2 separate regions of the Sus scrofa genome follow, and region 1 is linked to region 2. The links are chromatin contacts, called in public Hi-C maps. All regions are on one chromosome and are shown on one strand. The core of a region is the stretch at or near the end of the contact, and the rest is flanking DNA. Distances in the headings are between cores, read along the strand shown.

Region 1 (4,020 bases), core at 1,301-3,800, 110 kb before region 2:
CAATTGGATCCCTAGCCTGGGAATCTCCATATGCCTTGGGTGCCACCCTAAAAAGCAAAAAAAAAAGTTAACTGGGTTTTTAACATGAAACTTGATTTCTTGAGATCTGATACTACTGGGGCCTCGTCCTGATGCAGCAACAATTAGCTGGCCTGAAGGGTAACTGTCCCCTTTAGAGGGGCTCGTGCTTTCCAGGTCAGTCCCATCTCTCTGCTTCCAACATTGGCCTTACCTGACTGGTCTCTGCAGGGGTTGGCCTCGCCTTTGTCATCAGTGAAATTGAGGCTGAACTTGTCAAGGATCTGCTATAAGGTACAGTGCCCTAGGAGAGATCAGCAAGAAGGGGATGGGTGGATTGTATGTGGGGTTAAAAGAAGAAAGAGCACTGCTGGGAACAAATAATTTCCCACCCATATAGTAAAGTTGTCTCAGAAGTAGAGTAGTTGAGACCATAGTTTGTGCAACCAAACCACCTCAGTTCCCTCATCATTTTTTTTTCCTCCCTCCCTTCGTTCCTGCCTTAGTTGTTACCTACTCCGCTGGATCTTTTTAACTAGTGTCGTGGTGCTGCAGAGATGCTGCCAATCCCACTGTGCCACAGCAGAAACTCATCTTTTTTTTTAATTTTAATTTTTTAATTTATTTTTTTGCTTTTTAGGGCCACACCCTTGGCATATGGCGTTTCCCAGGCTAGGGGTCAAATCAGAGCTACAGCCACGCCAGATCTGAGCCACATCTGCGACCCATACCACAGCTCATGGCAACCCTAGATCCTTAACACACTGAGCAAGGCCAGGGATTGAACCTGCAACCTCATGTTTCCTAGTCAGATTCGTTTCTGCTGCGCCACAACCAGAACTCCTCACATCTTTATTTTTTTATCTATTTTTTTTCTTTTTGCCTGGGGCATGTGGAAGTTCCCTGGACAGGGATTGAATCTGTGCCACAGCAGTGACCCGAGCCACAGCAGTGACAATACCAGATACTTAACCCACTGAGCCACCTAGAAAACTCCTCAGTTACCTCATCTTTAAAGGGGGCACAGAGTTCCCGTCGTGGCTCAGTGGTTAACGAATCCAACTAGGAACCATGAGGTTGCAGGTTCGATCCCTGGCCTTGCTCAGTGGGTTAAGGATCCAGCGTTGCTGTGAGTTGTGTTGTAGGTTGCAGACGCGGCTCAGATTGATCCCGAGTTGCTGTGGCTCTGGTGTAGGCCGGCGGCTACAGCTCTGATTGGACCCCTAGCCTGGGAACCTCTATATGGCGAGGGAGCAGCCCAAGAAATGGCAAAAAGACAAAAAAAAAAAAAAAAAAAAGTGGGCATAGTAAGTACCATACTCACAAGAATAGATTGAGTTAACAATAGTAAAGTATCTATTTTTGCTTTTTAGGGCCGCAACCAAGGCATATGGAGGTTCCCAGGCTAGGGGTTGAATTGGAGCTATGGCTGTCGGCCTACGCCACAGGCACAGCAACATCAGCTCTGAGCCACATCTGCAACCTACACCACAGCTCACAGCAATGCCAGATCCTTAACACACTGAGCGAGGCCAGGAATCAGACCCAGATTCATTAATGCTGCGCCACGATGGGAACTCTGACAGTAGCAAAGAATTTAAAACAATGACTGGCACATAGTCACAACTCAATGCATGTTAGCTATTTATTAGGAAACAAAATTTGCCTGGAAGAACAGAGATTAAGTCTAATAACATTGCCACTCTCTCTTCCCAGGAGGGAAGCTGGCCCAGCATAGGGCTAAATTACAGTGACAGGTCAGATATGGGAAATCTATCTTCTATGCCCTTCTTAAGTACTCACCTCAGCTCCACCTAAGTACTCCTCCCCTGGATGACATTTATCATTTATATAGCGTTGACTATTGTGCCCATCACTGTACCAAGTGTTTGCATTTTCTCTCCTTTAATCCTCACAGTAACCATATAGATCAGAACAATTTACTTAGGTGAGGAAACAGAAGCAAAATATTGTGCCTTGCTCCCAAACAGCCAAATTGGCAGAATCAGGTTTCAAATACAGTCAATTTGCCTTTAGTGCCGCTCCTAACTACTACTTGGGGTATCACTTAGGGTATTGCCCGAACCCCAGGTGAACCCTGCACTTGGCTCTGTCCCCATCCAAGCTTGTTGCACCTGGGTTGACCGCGGCTCAGACGCTCCCTGCCTTCCCTTGGGAAGAGGAGGAAGACGCAGGAGATCCAGGGCGCTGATTTGGAAGTTTGTGGTCTTAGTCCAGTCCCAGACCATTGACTTGAGCCCTCCCTGGGGTCCCAATTTCTCGGGATGTTAAGCGGTTCTCGGAAAACAGCAGTTCAGGCGGTTGGAGCGCTCACGTGTTCCTCCGGACGCGGAACCTTTGACGCTGCAGCTCCGGGGAGCACACGGCTCGGCCGGAGCAGCGGACCCAGCGGACCCAGGGGCGGGGCGGACGGGCCTGGGCGGGGCGGGAGGCGGAGGCGCCGCGTAGGCCGGGGAGGCCGGGCTGGCCCGGCTCGGAGCTAGAGCTCCATGCGCCGCCGCCTCCCCCAACGATGTTCCCCTCCCGGAGGAAAGCGGCTCAGTTGCCCTGGGAGGACGGCAGGTGAGCGGCGGTGGCCGGCCCGGGCCACGTCCTCCCGGGTGCCGATCCTTTCCGGGCCGCCCCGTGGGATTCAGCAGCCCGAGGCCGTCGCGTCTCCGTCTCTGCGGGGCTCTCTGAGGGTTTGTGGTTCTCCTTGTGGGTCACTGCTCTCTCTGTATTCGCGTCTCTGTCTCTCTGTGTGTAGGTCTCTGTCTCTACCAGTCCCCGTCACTCCGCAGGTCTTCCTCACGCAGCAGGTCTGTATTTCTCCGTTGACTTCCCTTTGTGAGTTTCTATCCCTCTGTTCGAGTCTCTTTCTCTCATGGGTTTCTGTGTTTTTCCACTGGCCTCTATCATCGTGCAGGTCTCTGGCTTCGTTGGCCTCCCTCAGTGGATGTCTCTCTGTCTGTCTCTGGTTTCAGAGGTTCTGTCTTTCTCTGGTCTCTGCATCCCGCATCACATCCACGTTGCCGTAGACCCTACCCTCCCTCCTCATGCTTCCCCAGTCTTTTCTGACTGCCCAGAAGAATACACCCAACAGAAGCTCTATGCTCTGCCTGGCTGGCCACTGCCTGGCGGAGACTAAACACTCCTCAGACTGCAACGTTAGTTCATTTCCGGTGTAGCTGTGCTTGAATGTGGTCTGCCCCTTGTGTTGGGTGTGAGCTTGACCCAGACCTTAGCTAGTGATTACCACTAAAGCAAAATGGGAGGTAGAGGAGAGCTATTTGGCCGTTTACATTTGGAAGGACACCCACACTTCAGTTTTGAGATGAACTGCCAAAACTCTGCTCACTAGAACACATGATGGTGGATCTACCTAGTGAGTGGATGTCACCTCATTTTCTTTATGTCTCTTAAGTTTGCCAGATGCCTAACGACTGGAATAGAGTGGGCACAACTCTTTAATCTTTGGGGATTTTTCAGACTTTGTGTTGAAGCGAGAAGACAGGACTATGGTAGAAAGCCTGGACTGTGGATTTAGGCCTGGACAGGAATCCTCTTTGATAGCCATGTGACCAGAAGCAGACTTAAATCTTTCTCCTCAGCTTTTCCATCTCTGAAACAGGGATCATAATATCTGCTCTTCAAGTCTATCTGAGGATGAAAGGAAGTCATATATGTAAAACTCTTGACACTGCTTGGCATAGAGGAGATGCCAGTTGACTTCCAGTTGCTTTTGCAGCTTGAAGGTGCTGACACCAGAGCAGCTGAGTAGTCAAACCTGTACCACTAAGGTTTGTGTGAGAGAAGAAAGGAAAGGTAATGGAGGAGAATGTCCAGTTCCCAATTCCTTCCCATAAACTTTTGGAACATAACCATGCTCCCAGAAAACTTTACCAATGTCAGTGCTACTTTTGACCCACAGGTACAAAGATCCGTGCAACAGATGCAGGCTATTGTAGCAGTTAAGAATTATGGCACTGGAACCAGTCTGTA
Region 2 (4,044 bases), core at 880-3,379:
AAAGATAAAACAGACAATTATTGAGTTAGTGGAGAATAGCTGTTTTTCTGCTCTGAAGCAGCCACACTCCAACAAAACCCAACGAGGAGTTCCCTCTGTGTTGCAGTGGAAGAATCAGCCTGCAGAGACTTGTGTAACAGGGAGGTGGTGCCATCCCCTCCTGACTCGGGGAGGGGTGGGGGGAGAGTAGGTTAGAGAATCCCCTGTTGCTGCAGCTGCACCTAGATCGCAGCTGTGGCTCAGATTCAATCCCTGGCCTGAGAATTTCCATATGCTGCCAGTGTGGCCATAAAATGGAAAAAACAAAACCCCCCAAAACCCCAAGTCACCCAATTCCAACAAGGAAATACTGACAAATCAGAAAACGTGCACCCTGAAAAGTAACCAAAGCACGATGTAAGAGGAGCCACATACTGGGGGAAAAATGACACAGAGGTGAAAAAGCCTGATGTGTGAGCTGGGCTTCTAAGTTCTGGTTCTCACCCGTTGTGGCTGAGAGGCAGGCCAGGGCTCTCCCAGAGGAAGTGGTGAAGCCTGAGGCGTTCGCGGAGGGTTGTGAGGTCCTGCTGGCTTGGACGCAGCCTCAGCAGTCTCAGCCTCGGACTCGTGGCCCCAGGCAAGATTCACTCAGCCTTCCGCCCCCACGACTCTAGCCTGGGCCAGGACCACCCAGGCTCACCGTGCAGAGCAGACCCGCCTCTCCAGGATGCTGCGACGCTCACGCGGGCTCCAGGAGGTGCTGTGCACCGCCCTCTTCATTGCGTGTTTCGTCAGGTTTTGGAGCCGCAGTTTCCTCATTCATAAGTGGAGGATACTGGTCACTTCAGACTATTTCTGCACACCTACTGTGTTCCAAGCACATATGTTGGAGAATGTTGGAGATATAACAGCGATGATTAGAAAGTCCTGGCCTGGATGGAGCTTTTATCCTAAAAGAGGGTGTGTGTGTGTGTGTGTGTGTGTGTAGGGGGGTGGGGTGTTAGGGGCAGGAAGAACAAGAATAAGCAAATATACGCTCAAGATAATTTAAAGTTAAATGTTATAAAGAAAACAGGACTGGATTGTGCAAGTGCTATAGAGAAAACAAACCAAGATTGTGCAAGCGTGTTTTATGGGAGTGGGGAGGAGGCGTGGAGGGTTAGAGGGTAAAATGCCCTGGAATGAATCTGGTCTAAAAGAGAGCAGGAAGTTATGGAAAATGAGACCGAGTCTTTTCTCTTGCGCTCTTTCTAGTCCAAGTCCCTTAAGTCTGAGGAGGAGGTGGGAAACTTCTCTGCCTTTTCCCTGCAGAGGAAGGGGACCTGGGAGGGGGAATTCAGTCTTGGCCTGCGTTTGGGATCACTGCTTCCTCTCTCCTCCTTCCCAATCCTTATTTCTCCCTCCTTAGGGCAATTGTGCAACCCGTCTCCCCCCCAACTCCAAAAGGAGGGCGACCGATGGAGGGCAGCAGAGCAGGGGGTCGGTCTCTCACAGTAGAATTTAATTCTGTTGAACGCCCAGAGTATTAAGTCCGGGCTTAGAGGAGCAGCAGGGATAGGGCAGAAAAGAGGAACTTTTCTTTTAAACATCATTTGATATTTCAAAAAGAGAATCAAGGCGCTGTCGCGGGAAAGCCTAACCGTTGGATCGCTTACAGGCATTGTGTTGTTCAGTACTGTCTTTAATTTATTTTTTTATATTTTATTTTTTCCTGCTGTACAGCATGGGGATCAAGTTACTCTTACATGTACACATTTTCCCCCCCACCCTTTGTTCTATTGCAATATGAGTATCTAGACATAGTTCTCAAATGTCTTTATTTTAAACGAAGTTGGAGGGCGGGGAGGGGGGGGAGGCACAGTCATTTCTGGTTTAAGACTTCTGAACGAGGCGCCGCAGTGCGCACACCCGCTGGCCAGCAAGTGGGTCGCTCGGATTCCTTCCCGCTGAAGGGAAGGTTCGGGGCTCTGCCGGCGGCCCCGAGGGCCCAGGGGAGCACCTGCGCAGCGTCCCGACTTCGGGAGGTGAGGCAGCCAGCTGCCGCGGGGATCCTGCGGGCGACTCCAACCTTGGCACGCGGGAGGGGGAGGCTTGGCCACCCCTCCTTGAAGCCGCGAGTGGGCGAGTCCGGAGCTGCGGAGCAACGGCCAGTAGCTTCCGGTTCCGATGGCAGCGGCTCGGCGCCGGAAGCCAGGGCCAAGGCTGCGGGACCAGGTGAGAGGCCGCGAGCTTCCGGGAGGGGAGGTGCGACTAGAGGGCAGGGCGCGCCGGGACCACGGACTCGGGCGCTGGGGGCCCGTGTTTCGCTAGACTCCCAGCCTCCGGGTCTTCTCTGAAGCCCCGCGAATAAGCCCCCCGACCAGTCCTCTTTGCCCTTGTTTTCTCCACAGACGTCGGCCCAGGCTGGGAGTTGGACCCTCACAAACTCAGAACCTTCGAGGAGCCACCCTTGCTGGGGGAGTCGCTCGAACTCAGACGTCCCAATCTAGTGCGACCCGGCGGGGTCGGAGGTAACCCGTTACGGACGTGGGAGCCAGGCAGGGCATTCGACTAAGGTCTTTTGAAGGATGAGTAGGAGTTTGCCAGCAATTTGCATGTTCACGCAGGTGAAACTCCCAGTGGTGGCTGACGTCCAGAAAAACGGTGGGCTTTTACCTCGCTCCAGTTTTGGTTAATGACAAAAAATGTGACAAAAAAAAAAAAAAAAAAAGGTGTGCAATGAGAATAAGGAACAGGGTGAATTGATAGAGCGACAGGTGTGGGGTGGGGCAGAGGGGGCAGCATTAGATACTGTGGTCTAGGAGAGCGTCTCTGGAGAAATGACGTTTGCGTTTGAGACTCTGATAAGGAACTAGCCACAGGAAGATCTGGGAGTAGAGTGTTCCAGGCAGAGGGAACAGCCAGTGCAAAAGCTCTGAGGTAGACATAAACTGATGTTCAAGAAATAGAAGGAAGGAGTTCCCGTCGTGGCGCAGTGGTTAACGAATCCGACTAGGAACCATGAGGTTGTGGGTTCGATCCCTGGCCTTGCTCAGTGGGTTAAGGATCCGGCGTTGCCATGAGCGATGGTGTGGGTCGAAGACGCAGCTCGGATCCCGCGTGGCTGTGGCTGGTGGCTACAGCTCCAATTAGACCCCTAGCCTGGGAACCTCCATATGCCACGGATGCGGCCCTAAAAAAGGCAAAAAGACAAAGAAAAGAAATGGAAGGAAGGCTAGTGTGGTTGGAATATGGCCATTGAGGGGGAGAATGGTAGGAGCAGAGAGAGAGATTTTGGGCATAAAAAGGGTGGTGGAGTTCCTTGGTGGCTCAGTGGTTTAAGGATCCAGTGTTGTCACTGGTGCAGATTCAATCCCTGGCCTGGGAACTTCTGCATGCCTTGGGCGTGGCCAAAAAAGAAAAAAAGAAGGGTTTTTATTCTAAGTACAGTGGGAATCTATTGGGTTTTAAACAGAGGAGTGATGTGTAGGGTGAAAATGGATAAAGGTGGGGGTGCAAAAGATGAAGGGTTGGGCCAGCAGAGGCTGTTCAGTTCAGTGTCAGACAACGGGGACCTTTCTGTAATGTGTGCACATTTCCCTTCTTCCTCCCTGGCACCAGAAAGGGCCCTCTTGTTTTAGGATACTGAACACTGGAGACAAAACCCATATGCCTGCCTTGGTGGGGATTTTAATATTTCTTCCTGCCTAACCCTGGCAGGTTTGAGCTCAGGCCCCCTAGTTAGGAAGTGGATGCACCCATTGTGGACCAGGGCACTGAAGGGAGAGAGGATGAGATTGGATTCCAGCCCTGAGCAGTCTAGTGTGGGGAGGTGGACGAGCGAGTAGGCATGCTGCAGTGCTGGGAACTCAGATGTGTGTGGAATGGACACCCTCAACAAAGGTTTTGTTTGTGAAGCAGAAGAGGAGGCAGGGAGATTCGTTGAGGAGCTGATGATAAAACTGCATCTTGTGTTCTCCGTGCAGGAAAGTGTTGAGGGCGCTCTGAACAGCTTGTGCGAAGGAAGTGAAAGTGCAGTTGCAAAGGGCTTGTATGTGGTGATGGGATCTGATGTGTTGTTTTGGA

The links. Hi-C and Micro-C count contacts between places; a contact is called where the count stands out from the background.
Region 1: a Hi-C map of liver shows a contact between it and region 2, with 5 times the contacts expected there. The contact joins the promoter of B4GALT7 here to the promoter of RMND5B in region 2. A contact is called at or near these places in 1 of 5 promoter capture datasets (liver), 5 of 47 Hi-C or Micro-C datasets (embryonic fibroblasts, fetal skeletal muscle, heart right ventricle and 2 more) and 1 of 2 datasets of contacts at active chromatin or transcription factors (alveolar macrophages).

The regions. Positions count from the first base shown.
Region 1 is chr2:80,358,408-80,362,427 of Sscrofa11.1, reverse strand. It overlaps B4GALT7 (beta-1,4-galactosyltransferase 7), which reads left to right and starts at 2,550. Exons shown (of 6, transcript NM_001168422.1): 1 at 2,550-2,601. The coding sequence starts at 2,552.
Region 2 is chr2:80,245,149-80,249,192 of Sscrofa11.1, reverse strand. It overlaps RMND5B (required for meiotic nuclear division 5 homolog B (S. cerevisiae)), which reads left to right and starts at 2,129. Exons shown (of 11, transcript NM_001243800.1): 1 at 2,129-2,193; 2 at 2,370-2,489.